Regions from separate parts of the Mus musculus genome. Here region 2 is linked to region 1. A link is a contact called in public HiChIP or PLAC-seq data. All regions are on one chromosome and are shown on one strand. The core of a region is the stretch at or near the end of the contact, and the rest is flanking DNA. Distances in the headings are between cores, read along the strand shown.

Region 1 (6,411 bases), core at 2,850-5,349:
AGGAGACTCTCTCCCACCCTGAACGGAGCCTGAACATAGATCTCAAAGTCCATCTCCACAGTGACACAGTTCCTCCAGCAAGGCCACGCTTCTTCCAACAAGGCCACACCTCTTCCAACAAGGCCACACCTCCACCAACAAGCCCACACTTCCTCCAACAAGGCCACATCTCCTCCAAAAAGGCCACACCTCTAGTAGTGCCAAGCATTCAAACACATGAATCTATGAGGTCCATTCCTATTCAAACCATCACAGGGTGGCATGACTAAGCAGTCCAGGTCACAAGGATGCATGACTAAGCAGTCCAGGTCAAAGCATGGCCCAGCCCACCACCATCCAATCACTGCCTCAGCTTCAGTCTGTCTTGCATGATGCTATGACAACCCCATGCACTGGGCAACACCAGGTTTCCTCCTTGTTCTTCGTCCACCACGAGATTCTTGGGCAGATTTCGATTCCTGGGGGCCCTCTGTTTCATCAAATGGTCTCTTGAATATCTTCTCCCACCCGATGGTTACAGTAATGTGGGTGATTTCTCCGATGAGGGACGTGTTGGGACCAGTGCAGGTGGGGTAGTAGCAGAGCAAAAAACTGCAAGATGGAAGAGGTGTGGGTGGAGAGCCTGAGCACGAGGACACACCACCTTGGCCTCAGTGGGCACAGGGCACGGGCACTTTCTGTCCCTCCTGCTGACAGACTTGGACCTCACCATCAGACGCACTGTCCTCCCCTCCTCCTAGTCTCCATTCTGACAGCCAGCATCTCCTCCCTTCCCTCGACACTAAACTACAAGGCTCGAGTGCTGTCATTTTCCTCTGAAAAAGTAAAAAACAACAACAAAAAAAAACCGTCGTGAGAAACTGCACAGCAATCATTATACCCGAATGGTTCTTTGCCGCAGCATTTTGTAAGCAAAGGAGGACAGGGGCTCTGGGAGAGGGCGGCAGGGACAAGGGTGAGGGTGTTCAGCATCTTCGGTTTCACAGGGAGCAGGGATTAAAGAATCGGTGCGTGGAAATTTTGTCATCAAAGCAAGAGCTATGTCTCCCTGAGCACTTTATTTTGACAGTTGGTTTAAGAGGTCTGGTGAAACCATTTCCCAGCAGCTGAGACAAGAGGTAGCGGGCACTCTCCTGTTGGAGAAGCTCGTTGGCCATTTGAGGCTCTGTGCTCACCCATCTCCCTCTTCCCTGTTCCCTCTCCTTCCAGGTGCTCCCACCCTCCCTCCGACCTCTGCCTCTCCCTTTCAGGTGTCTTGGGGACCTCTCTGGCCACTGTTTCGTGCTGGGGAAGGGGGATAACTATGAAGAACAGGGAGTCTGGTGGAGCCCTTAGCAGGTAAGGCACATCTAAGACAAACACAGGTAAGGCTTTTCTGGGAGGGTGAGAACCGCTGAGCAGTGAGGTGTGGCAGCTTTTGAAAACTATAGGGAAGAGCCTTCCTGGCCTGGCCTGCTGGGGAACAGCCAGAGCGCATGCTCCAAGAGGGATGATGTCACTCTCAGCCTGCATACAGGACCACAAGGGGAGGGTCTACTCAGTTCAACCTTCCAGAAGGCTTCCTAGAGGAGGCGCAGCTAGAGGTTAGCAATCCCAACAGACAATCGGGTCAAGTCTCAAGACACAGAGGGGATAGAGTGGAAGAAGACTGGTCCTTACAGAGTACATAGCTGGAGTATGAGGTTTGGTTTAGTGACAAGTGACCTGGAGAAATAGTCACTTGAAACTACAGAGGACATAAAGACAAAAATGGTCATACTGGAATGACAACTGGAGACTCCCCACAGAGGCCTGAAACATCAGACTGAAGGACTCTGACTTGTATCAAATGGGCAAGGCCATGTCTGAAGTGATTTTAGAAGAATGGGAGGTATCAAGCCTGAGGCTTTGTTCACTGCTCACAGATGACACACCAGGGCCCAGCCCGGAAGTTCACAGACTCTAGTCATTCTTATCTCTGCATCCCAGTGGACAGAAAGGAAAACTGAGGCTGAGAGAGATTCAGTAAAGCCAGGCACTCATGAGAGATGTGGCCCCAAAGCCTGTGTTCCAAAGTGATGCCATGTGAGAAGGAGAGAGAGGAGCCCAGAGGCTCCGGGGCCCCAGGAGACTGTCCAGATGTCTACAGGAACATGAGCAAGATGCAGACCAGGGGTTATCAGCAGACCTCCTGAATCCTGAGCTAGCTGACACAGGGCAAATTTGGGAAGAGGTTGAGACAGTTTCTGGGAAGCAGAATGGTCCTTTAGTGGGTTGGATATTTAGTGAGGTCTGCCTCAGCTTCTGCCATTCCTGGCCTCTCAGGAAGAGTCAGGATGAGTAACTGTTACTATGGAGACCCACAGGAGACTGATGGAAGCCTGGTCCTCAGCAAGCCTGACTCGCTGCTAGACTGACAGACCTACCATGTGGGACACAGCCAGATCAGGAGGCCAAGGAGAATCAGAGCAGCAGAGTACCATGTAGCGGCTGGGGCTGGCCAGGGCAGCCAGCCCATCAGAAGAATGGACCACTTGGAGTCAGGAAGGCTTGAGTTGGAACTCTGGGTATATACAGTCTCTGGTCCTGTGGTTTGAGGCTCAATGTGACTATCCATATCGTTGTCTGGTCAACAGGCTCATCGAACATAGTTCTCCTCCAAGTCATGATACAGGGCCCCCCCCGGCCCCCCGCTCTGGGCAAAAGTGCTTAGCAAGTCAGGCCCTTTCTAATCCCCTCTGGACCCATCCCCATATTCTAGGATGTGAGTGAACGGTAAACGATCAGCAACTGCAGGAGTACCCCTACTACCCCATCACCCCATCTCAGTGCTAATCTCTACCCTAGAACACAGAGACCCTCACCTGGCCCTGGGAAACTGCATCCCACTAAGAGTCCTTACCTTTGGGCGACCACAAGTCCAGGGTCCCAGCCGTCCCACCTCCAATAAGCCTGGTGGCCTCTGATCATTTAACACACTTCTTACAAGCTGCCTACCATCCTTCTAGCCTGATACCCTCTGCTAGCTCTGTGGAATGGCCATGTTGCCTCCACTTAACAACTATCATGAGACCCAGAGGGGTGAAAAAAATAAACAGCCCGGGAGGTGGCATGGTCACCTTGATGGTCCTCTCTGCTCCCCAGCCTCTTCTTCCCCATCAAGGCCCTCTGGACTTTTCCAGGCAACCTCCCACTGACTGCTATCACCTGCCCCACCGGATGTGCGCGTCATGACAAAGCACCCAGAAAAAAAAATAATTCATGCATAGATCTCTAGGGCCTCTCTCACTCTGACTTTCATGAGCTCCCTAGTCCTCTCAGGATAGAATGTGCAGCCCATGGGAGACAGAAACACATAGGGTCTTGCCTATGTCTCCTCCACTCCCCACGTCTCCTCTAAAGCCATGACTCCCACTCCATCCTTCCACCTTGCTCTTTTGACCAGAGTCCAAGCTTGATGTGAGAATTCACATTGTTCCCTATGGTTCTGATTCTCTGACACCATGATGCTAAGAGTATGTCTACCCCAAGACATCAGCATTGCAGGACGTACTTGCTGTCCTGCATCTGAAACACACACACACACACACACACACACACACACACACACACACGCCATAATCCATAGAGACCTCTTCTCACCCTTCCCAGAGCTGGGGTTGCTCCCCTGCAGTTCCCACTCCCGAGTCCCGAAGGCACTGCGCACAGATCATAGGGAACAAAAGCTGATGGGGACTCGTGTGTATCTCAGTGACTGAATGCCAGGGAGCCACTTAAATCCCGGAGAATCTGGAGAAAGAGGAGAAAGCCGAAAGCAGAGGGAGCAAAGAGGGAAGAAAGATGTATCGGGGAGATTACTCTGTCACTCAGACGTGAAAGAAATCTGTGCAATTATTTTGTATCGTGTTTCATTGGAATGTGCACCTCGTCCTTGGCTGCCTGCAAGCCTCGGATTACCCAGACAGAAAGCACAATGAAAGACACGCAGCAACAAATACAGACACAAGTGTTCCTGAAACTGAGATTATTTACAGAGGAATGAAAATCAAGCCTGAGACAGAGAAGCCACCTGGCACTGAGACTCTCCAAGCTGGATGAGAGCTAAGTTCCCGGGGCCGTCATCTTGGATCTGCCACCAGTACATGTGTGGCTTTGAGCAGGCTGCCTCCTTGGCTGAGCTTCATGTGCTCTGTAAGACTCGTGGGGCTCTCCGTAGTAGCATGGCAGACCCTTGGACTGGAAAGTCCCTAGCAAGGGTGCCATCCTGGGCACTGGAGCATGCTCAGAATCCTCTGACTTCTGCCCAGCAGGTGGGTCCCACCAGCACTATGCCAGGTATGACAATGTAAAATTGTCCCTAGAGAACAAATCTACCACTAGAAGAGAGGGGAATTAGATGTCCTCAGAGCTCAAATGGGAGACGACAGAGACAGAAAGAGGTACAGGGATCCAGCTCAATCAAGGGGAGACATTTGCCGTGGGCTTATAATCTCTACCCACCTCATGCATGAGTTCAGACCAAAGGGTCTCAAATGAGTTAGAGCAGCCATTTGGGGGGAGGGGCAGGGGCACATAAACCGATTTTTAGCATTTCTCCTTCCTTCCAGAACTTTCTCTTTGCTCTGTCATCCTAGTCTATGATCTATTCCCTATTCCATGAACCCCAGCACCAACCCCCTAACAAGCAAACCTACCCACTACAGCATGGTTGGTGGAGGAGTAGGAAGGACTGGCTTCCATCTTCAAAGAGAAGAGATTTAGGAAGTCCAGCTTTTACCCATGGACTCTGCACAACCAGAGACCCCAGTGAGGGAAACCCTGGGCAGAAAACCTATAGATGATGAGGTGGGTTGGCAGGGGGTACCTGGATGTCCCCAGTGAGGCCAGCAGGTGGAGGATACACAGGTGTGGTGGCAGATGACCCCAGTGGAGATCAGGAGACACAAATGTCCCCAGAGAGGAATTGATGCCGTTTTTTTTTTTTTAAAACAATAAAACACATCCAAACAGAAATTCTCTAGCCTGATGTTAGTTCATGCGAGACTGTCGTCTCATTAAAAAGCGCACAGAAAAATATTTCTATCTGGAAATCAATGGAGGCTCATTGATTACTAGCAGAAAACATCACCAGCTGAATATTCAAGGACAGGCCAACGGCACTGAGCAAATTGGCAGAAAAGCCTTCTTCCTGCCTTCACCTGTCTGCTCGGGCTCTCAAAGGAGAGCACCACGGCCTGAGTGACCTGCTGAACAGTTCACTTCCTCCCTGTTCTCAAGGTTAGATGACCAAGATCAGGGTGTCCTCGGGGCTGGGTTCTGAAGACAGCTCTTTTATCTTGCCATTTCTCCTCAGGAAATCTTGTGCCAGGATTTGTGATCAAACCCTGGTTGGCCTCTGCTCAGAGACAGCCCAGCATCCTCTATGCTATCTCTGGGCCTGAATTGGTCAGCCCCTCTCCATCCCAACTATCGTCTTTTAGCCCCATATATGATGCACACCTGTGAGGAGTTCTCTAGACCTCCAGATTCCATCATCTGCCTGGTTCTCATCCTTCCTCCTCATCTCTCAGAGCTCCAGGTCGTCCATCATTGTGCTGGCATTTAATGATAGTATGGGGACAGGGCATTGGTCCAGTCATAGCCTGGACTCTGGGATCAGAAACCTGGGTCCATCTCCTGGTATTATGGGTAAACGTACAACTCCCATGGATGAGATGGGATGCTGAGGCTAGCAGCAGCAGCATCTTGATACAGTGCTTGCCCAGCATGCATAAGTTCAACCCCTAGCACTGCATAAAAATTGACTATGGCCGTACATCCCTGTAACTCCAGTATTAGGGAGGTAGAAGCAAGAAGATCAGAAGTTGAAGGTTATCTTCAGCTAGTGAGTTCAGGCCAGCCTGGGCTGCATGAGATCCTGTCTTTTATGACCTTGTGGTGGTTTACATGAAAATGGCCCCCATAGAATCAAGTGTTTGAATACTTAGTCACTGGAGAGTGGCAATATTTGAAAAGATTAGAAGGATTAGGAGGTGTGGCCTTGTCAAAGAAAGTAAGGTTTTGAAGTTTCAAAATCCACACCAAGCCTGGACAGTCTCTCTCTCTCTCTCTCTCTCTCTCTCTCTCTCTCTCTGCCTACGGATCAAACTGTAGCTCTCAGCTACTGCCTCAGCGCCCGCCTGCATATTACCATGCTCCCCACCATGATGATAATGGACTAAATCTTGAAAACTGTAAGCAACCACCCCCGCCCCCAGTTAAATGCCTTCTTCTCCCAGAAGAACTGCCTCAGTCACGGTGTCTCTTCACAGCAATAGAACAGTGACTAACACTGCCCTCCTTAGAAACTGTTAAGTGCTGTAATAACAATTAACTACATTTACTAAGCACACCCTGAGTACCAGAGACTCCACACAGCATCTCCTTCAACTG
Region 2 (6,411 bases), core at 2,878-5,377, 860 kb before region 1:
GGCAGGAATGTGTGCCCTCATATAGCACTGGGCAAAGGTGACTGACAGCTCCTGTGGTGTTGCTCAGGTCTGTATGTAGTCCTCATGATTAGCAGGTTGCCTTCTGTGATTTAATGAAGTGCTTAGGATGCTGAGACTTTACTAATTAACAAGCAGAACACAAGTTGCAAATGGGAGGAAGATGGTTCCTCAGTTCCTGACCACAGCAGGGTGTGTAAGTGGCCTAAGCTGGTGGAGAGCTAACCGAGTCTTGGACTCTTAGGGACCAGAGCTCTTTGTCACTCACCAGCCTTGCTGGGCCTCTTCTGGCTTTCCTGGTGATCCTGCCCATCTTCTTGGGACTCATATTTTGGTCCGTCGAACAAGGACATACAGGAATACAGGGATGGGTCTGAATTCCTGCGGCCCCTTGGCCCCCCTTCTTTTTTGAGGGTCTTAGTATGTTGTCCAGCCTAATCTTTAACTCCTGGGCTCAAACAAGTCTCCTGCTTCAGCATCCCAAGAAACTGGAGAGAACTTAGTTCAATGCTTGCTACTTGGTAGGTATACAATAAATGAGAGTTATTTCCATACTATCACTAAAGAGAGCAGCATTCTGAGGGAACACATTGTAGGATGGGGGAGGGGCAGGAGGGTCTAGGGAGGAGGAAAGAAAAGGACATCTGGATTTCCAGACCTCTGTGGTACAGAATCTAGAAGTCTGCACAGAGAACAGTGGCTCTGGCCACCTCTGAAATGTCCAGAATCCTGTAAGACTCTGCAGCCTGATTTCATACTTTCCCCCCACCTCCCAGAGCACTGGCCCACAGTACACAACACACCTGTCTGGGAACTACTGTTTGGATTTTGGATAGTTTCATGATCTTCTGGTCACCAGGCCCAGTGATGCCCAGACATTAAGATGGGAAAGGAACATTTGATTCTTTGGTGGCTGTGGGCACTGTAAACCTTACACAGGACTACAAAGGGAATCTCGATCGGTCACTGGCCTCAGCCCACATGCAAAGTTGTCTGAATCTGAGTCAGAAGGGAAGGTCAGGCCAGACCAGGGACAATCCCTACTGCCTGGCCATCTATCTGTAGGCATTGCTCCTCAACAATGGCTAGGCATCAGTCACCGGGAGGCCTGAAAAGCGTAAATAAATGGCCACCCTAGGCCGAGATAGACCCACTGAGCACTTTAGAGGCAGAGCCCAGAAGTAGTTTCCAAATGTAGCACAGGTGACAGACTGAGCTGTGAATCCAGGCTGAAGAGAATGCTCTGAACTTGGGGAAATAACTAGAAGTCTACATAGAAGACAAAAGCTGCTGGCTTTTTTCCTGGAGGCATCTGTAGACAGACTGGGCTGTTCCCAGCTTCCCTGGCACTCTAACAGGAAACCAATCAGGAGGCCACTGCACACAGCTGTTTAACCACCCAAGCCTTCCTTATCACCTTGGGAGAATGCAATAAAAGGTGACCTTCTTAACGAAATGAGCTTTGGGTTCGGCTAACATGACAGGAGCAGGTGCTTTGCAGCAGGCTGGCGAGGGACACAAATGATGAGCCTTTGGGAGCACCACCTCACTGCTCTCAGTTTGAGTTCATTTCTGAAAATGGAGGCCTGCTCATAAGGACTTTATCACCTCACTGCAGCAAAATCTCCAGGGAAGTGTCTATCCTGACATGATTGATTCCCTATGAGCAAAATACAACTTATGGCTGATGGGTCAGCTCAGCAGTCGGAGGTACTGATGCCCAGACCTGATACCTGAGCTCCATCACCTGTTCGCTAAAGACGGCAGGAGAGAACTGACTCCTGAGAGCTAGCGCGCTCTCTCTCTCTCTCTCTCTCTCTCTCTCTCTCTCCCTCCCTCCCTCCCTCCCTCCCTCTCTTAAAATCAAATATGAGATGTTTGATCTTAGACAAATTAGTCAACCTCTGAACCTCTATGTCTATAATATCCTCTTATAAAATTCTGTTGGATCTTAATTCATAATTTCCGCATGTGAGCTACCAACTAATTACACATATCTTACCAGTCAAAAGAGCTGTTAAGGTTGTCTGGAGTAGGGCTAAGGTGAAAGCACCAATCTGGGAATTAGGGAATCTAGAGTCAGCTCTTTGCCCTAACTTGGCTTAGCTGAGGGTTTGGCAAGGTCACTTCGTTCTCTGGGCCACATCACAAATATACCATACAGGGATAAGAATGAACAAATGTCACTCCACCAAAAAGCCCCGGAAGTTTCCCCTGTGGTGCCTTTATAACTCCTTGATTCACAGCAGACAGAATTACTGTAATGGTTCATGTACCGGCTAGGTGCTTTGACAGTCAGAGAGGAGCTTCGGATAAACTCAGGGGCATGGGCCCTCTGGCCACACCCACTCTAGAACAATGTAAAAGAATATCAACAATAATTCAAATTCCTTGAGAACCTGGGGGGGGGGGGAAGAGAGGCCACAAATTCCAGATCAGCCTGGGCAACACAGGAACACCTTGTCTGAGGGGAGAGAAAGGAAGGGGAGCAGGAACAGTGGGGAACACACCTGCAATCTCAGCACTTGGAAGTTAAGAGCCCAGCCTCTGTTTAAAAAGGGGGATGGGGTGGGTAGGTTTGGAGTTGCAAGCCTTTAATCCCAGCATTTAGGAGGCAGAGGCAGGCCATCCAGGGCTACAAAGACCCAATCTCAAACAAACAAACATACATACATATAACCAAAGGAGCTCCCTCCCCCATTAGAAGCAGGCAACTTCAGCCCCAGTGCTGGGGGCTGGGGGTGGCAGAGGTAGAAGGATCACTAGAAACTCCAGGTCAGCCAAGGCTACTCAACATGTTCTAGGCTAGCTGGGACCATACAGGGAGACCTTAAGAAGGGAAGAAATAATAATAATAAGATGCATGTTGGTAAGCCCAACTTGTCCACTTTTTGTTTGTTTTTGAGGCAGGGTCTCAATATGTAGTTCAGGCTAGCATTACATTCACAATCTTCCTCCCTTAGCAAGTGCTGGGACTACAGGCACACACCATGCGCATCCCCTAAACTGTATTTGAAGATTTTTTTTTAAATTTTTATGTATTTTTACTGTGAGTGTGTATTTTGAGACAAAGGCTCATTATGCAACCCATGTTGGTCTCAAACTCATAACCCTTTTACCTCAGCATCCTGGGATTATGAAACAACTCCTTTTTGCTTGTTTGTTTTGAGACAGGGTCTCTCTCTATAGTCCTGGCTATCCTGGAACTGACTATGTAGACTAGACTGGCCTTGAACTCACAGAGATCTGCGGGCCTCTGCCTCACTAGTGCTGGGATTAACGGCACATGCCATCAAGCTGGGTTTAAACAACTCGTCATAATTAGGCCAAGATGCACACATGGCTTGGTGGAAGGGAACTCGCATGAGAAACAGGTGAATTCCGGCACCTATTCCAATCACTAATTAGCCGTATCATTTTAGACAAGCCCCTCGGCCTCTGTGAAAGGCAAACAATAATCTCCTATTTAAAAACAGGTGTAGAATCTAGGTAGGCTGTCAGACCGTATGTTCAAATTTCTATTCTCACTGGCTGGGTGACTTGGGGCAAATGTTAATTTTAACTTTCTTATGCCTCGCTTTTCTCATCTGAAAAAAAAATGCAATAAATACCCCCAGACTGTTGCTGTGACAAATAGTCGGAAGCATCCACTGAGACAAAGGAGTGACTGCCACAATCTTCAAACCAATATGGGTCAGTAAACTCTGGCACCGGTGCCTCGCGGGTCCTTGGCCGCCGGAAAGCACCGGTGTCGGGTCAGCAAGCACGCCCTGGGGTCTCGGCATCTGTAGGACAGCAGAACCCTCTTCCTCGGACCCTGTCCTCTCCTGGCAGTCCGCCGCCCGCCTCAAAACCCTCCAGGAACCCCAGCTCCCTCCCCGGTGGCGGCGCCGACTCTTACTGGACGACCTTGGCTGGATCCCCATGGTTGCCATAGACCAGCGCCCGCACCCGTGACGGCTCAGAGAGAGCGGAGTAGGAGGATGTGGTCCGGCCGTGGCGGTACCAAGCCTCGAGGAGACCCGCAAGCTGAGGTGCCCGGGCTCGCGCCCCTGTCACTCGCTGGCTGACCAACATGCTGCTTCCAGCACTGGCAGAATCCGGCGCTCTGGACTACGTCATTCGTCCGCGACAGCAAGCCTGAGCCCCGCCCCGCTCGTGACCGCGCCCCCTTCTTTAAAAGAGGCCGCTCGCTCTCTGCCCAGGTATTGGTGTAGGGTTTCTCCCGGACTGGTGTGAGGATTGAGGGTGGGCTACGTAAGGTATTCAGAGACCTGGAGAAGTTGCACAGCTAGCCAAAGCAGCCTACCCATGAAGAGAGTTCAGAACTGGCTTAAAGCTGTGACTGCTGCTTGTCGCGTGGTGTTTCCGGGAAGTCATTTACATTCTGGCCTCAGTATCCCCTTTGCACTCTTTATTGAGATACCACTGTGCCAGACTTTTTAAAGTATCATTTCATCTTCAGTTCCCCCAGAACAACACAAAGACTTTATCAGCCCAGCATCACCACCATCATCAGTTTTTCGAGACAGGTTTCTTTGTGTGTTCCAGGCTGTCCCTCTGTAGACCAGGCTGGCCTCAAATTCAGAGATCCGCTTGCTTCTGCTTCCCAAGTGCTGTGATTAGAGGCATGCTCTACCAAGACTTGGGGACTTCTTTACCCAGAGTTAACATACCAGGAATACCAGGCTCAAATCCTAGCAGCTCTTTCCTAGCTTGGGCAAGTGAGCGCAACTTGGAGCCTATTTCTCATTGATGCCATGAAAATGATATACCTCATTTCAGACGGTTGTGAGGAATGGATAAAACATTAGAAGAAGCCGGGTGGTGGTGGCGCACGCCTTTAATCCCAGCACTTGGGAGGCAGAGGCAGGCGGATTTCTGAGTTCGAGGCCAGCCTGGTCTACAAAGTGAGTTCCAGGACAGTCAGGGCTACACAGAGAAAATCTGTCTTGGGAAGAAAAATAAAAACAAAACATTAGAACAATGTTAAGGAAAAATAAAAACAAAACATTAGAACAATGTTAAGGTTGACAGGATAATACATTGTAAAACCATCAAGCTGTTCAGCTATGAGAGGGGTCCCATGAAGGAAGATGTCGTTTAAAATGCTCACAGCATACAAAGAGATTGGGTGGGAAATGAAAATTCTTTGTAAAAGGTATTAACCTGGAAAGACGCAGGTTCTTAGTTTTGGTGGAAAAGAAACATCAGCATAAATAACCCGTCCGTGGAACATTTGTGTACATGCAAGTGTGCACTGTTGCAGGCTGAAGAAAGGGAGCAAGGAAGTGCTGCAGGAGGCAGTCCTTCCATTCCCAAACTGCGTGCATGGAAATCAGATGAGGTTCCATTTTAGGACTCCTGATTTAGAAACATGGAGAGAGGTACACGATCCAAAGGTATACATTCTTAGACGTTCCCCAGAGTCCGGTGATGTGGTAGCCCAGGAAATAAGTATCAGAGAGCGTTTGAAAGACAAAGATGATTGACCCAAAGCTTGCCGTGGGAAACAAATTTTTCTCTGAGGAGGAGAGCCCACCAAAGCATAGAGATTAAGGTTTTGGGAACTGGACTCAGGCAAATCTAGATTTGCATCCTGGTTCTGCCATTTCCTGGATGTTTGGTTTTGAATTCGTCACTTGGCTTCTCTGTGCCTCTGTTTCCCTCATGGTTAAAATGAAGGGAACTGAGCTAGGGAGGTAGCTCAGTGGTAGAGCACACTCAGTGGTAGCACGTGTGAGGTCCTGGGTTTGATCTCTAACAAGGCAAAGACAAAAAAAGCTCAACAATAATCAAGAGACTAATAGTCCCAAGGTTGTCTTGAAGACCGAGGGAGCGAGTACCACTTGAACCACTTAGCACACTGTTTGACATATGGAACGTTCTAAAACGATTCCAGGAATATGGTGTGAGGATGAAATGAGAGCTATCACTTTGTAAAACACTGGGGTTTGACTCAATAACTGCATTTATTAGAGAAATCTGATACCTACCAGTAGGGGAAAAGTCTGTTCTCACAATAGGTGTGCACTCACGTGAACACCTATTTCCACAGTGACAGGGAGGCATACTTGTGCCAGAAAGTTCACAAGGTCCCTCTGCTGCATCCTCTAGGTGACACTGGGATGTTCCTCTTTATCCCCTCACCCCCACCGCCCACTGGCTCCTCCTCCTCCCCAGGCAGCCAACTAGGAAAGTCTGGAGAATCAGGCTGGAAAGTTTTCCTCCTTAAGGCTGGATTTCATCTCCCTCCACACCCTTTCACCTTTCCCTTTGGTCTAGGCCATCTGGCAGTCACACAGTTTGAGAACAACCGGTGAAGGGGTTTAAGCCTATTGGCCTTAGCTTTGCATTCAAGACCATATGCACTTTGATGCCTACCCTCTTTCT

What was found. HiChIP or PLAC-seq counts read pairs in DNA pulled down with a chosen protein or histone mark.
Region 2: an H3K4me3 HiChIP or PLAC-seq map of embryonic basal ganglia shows a contact between it and region 1, with 9 times the contacts expected there. The contact joins the promoter of Mecr here to the enhancer-like site in region 1. A contact is called at or near these places in 8 of 39 promoter capture datasets (the HPC-7 cell line, cranial neural crest, frontonasal cranial neural crest and 4 more), 2 of 15 datasets of contacts at CTCF or cohesin (embryonic stem cells and large pre-B cells), 10 of 484 Hi-C or Micro-C datasets (bone marrow-derived macrophages, cerebellum, cortical neurons and 3 more), 15 of 115 datasets of contacts at active chromatin or transcription factors (SST interneurons, craniofacial prominence, embryonic basal ganglia and 9 more) and 1 of 9 other capture datasets (embryonic stem cells).

What each region holds. Positions count from the first base shown.
Region 1 is chr4:130,982,324-130,988,734 of GRCm38.p6, reverse strand. The region is part of intron 3 of LOC108168713 (a long non-coding RNA gene); the gene reads right to left. Among named protein-coding and RNA genes, the nearest start is that of A930031H19Rik, 25 kb to the left of the region's middle. Within about 2 kb of position 4,099, at least 11 of the 459 cell types and tissues checked have an H3K27ac peak or open chromatin away from gene starts, as enhancers often do. A contact at or near this core is called in SST interneurons, cortical neurons and hippocampal neurons, where this site is marked.
Region 2 is chr4:131,841,187-131,847,597 of GRCm38.p6, reverse strand. Mecr (mitochondrial trans-2-enoyl-CoA reductase) reads right to left here and starts at 4,127. Exons shown (of 10, transcript NM_025297.2): 1 at 3,920-4,127. The coding sequence starts at 4,095.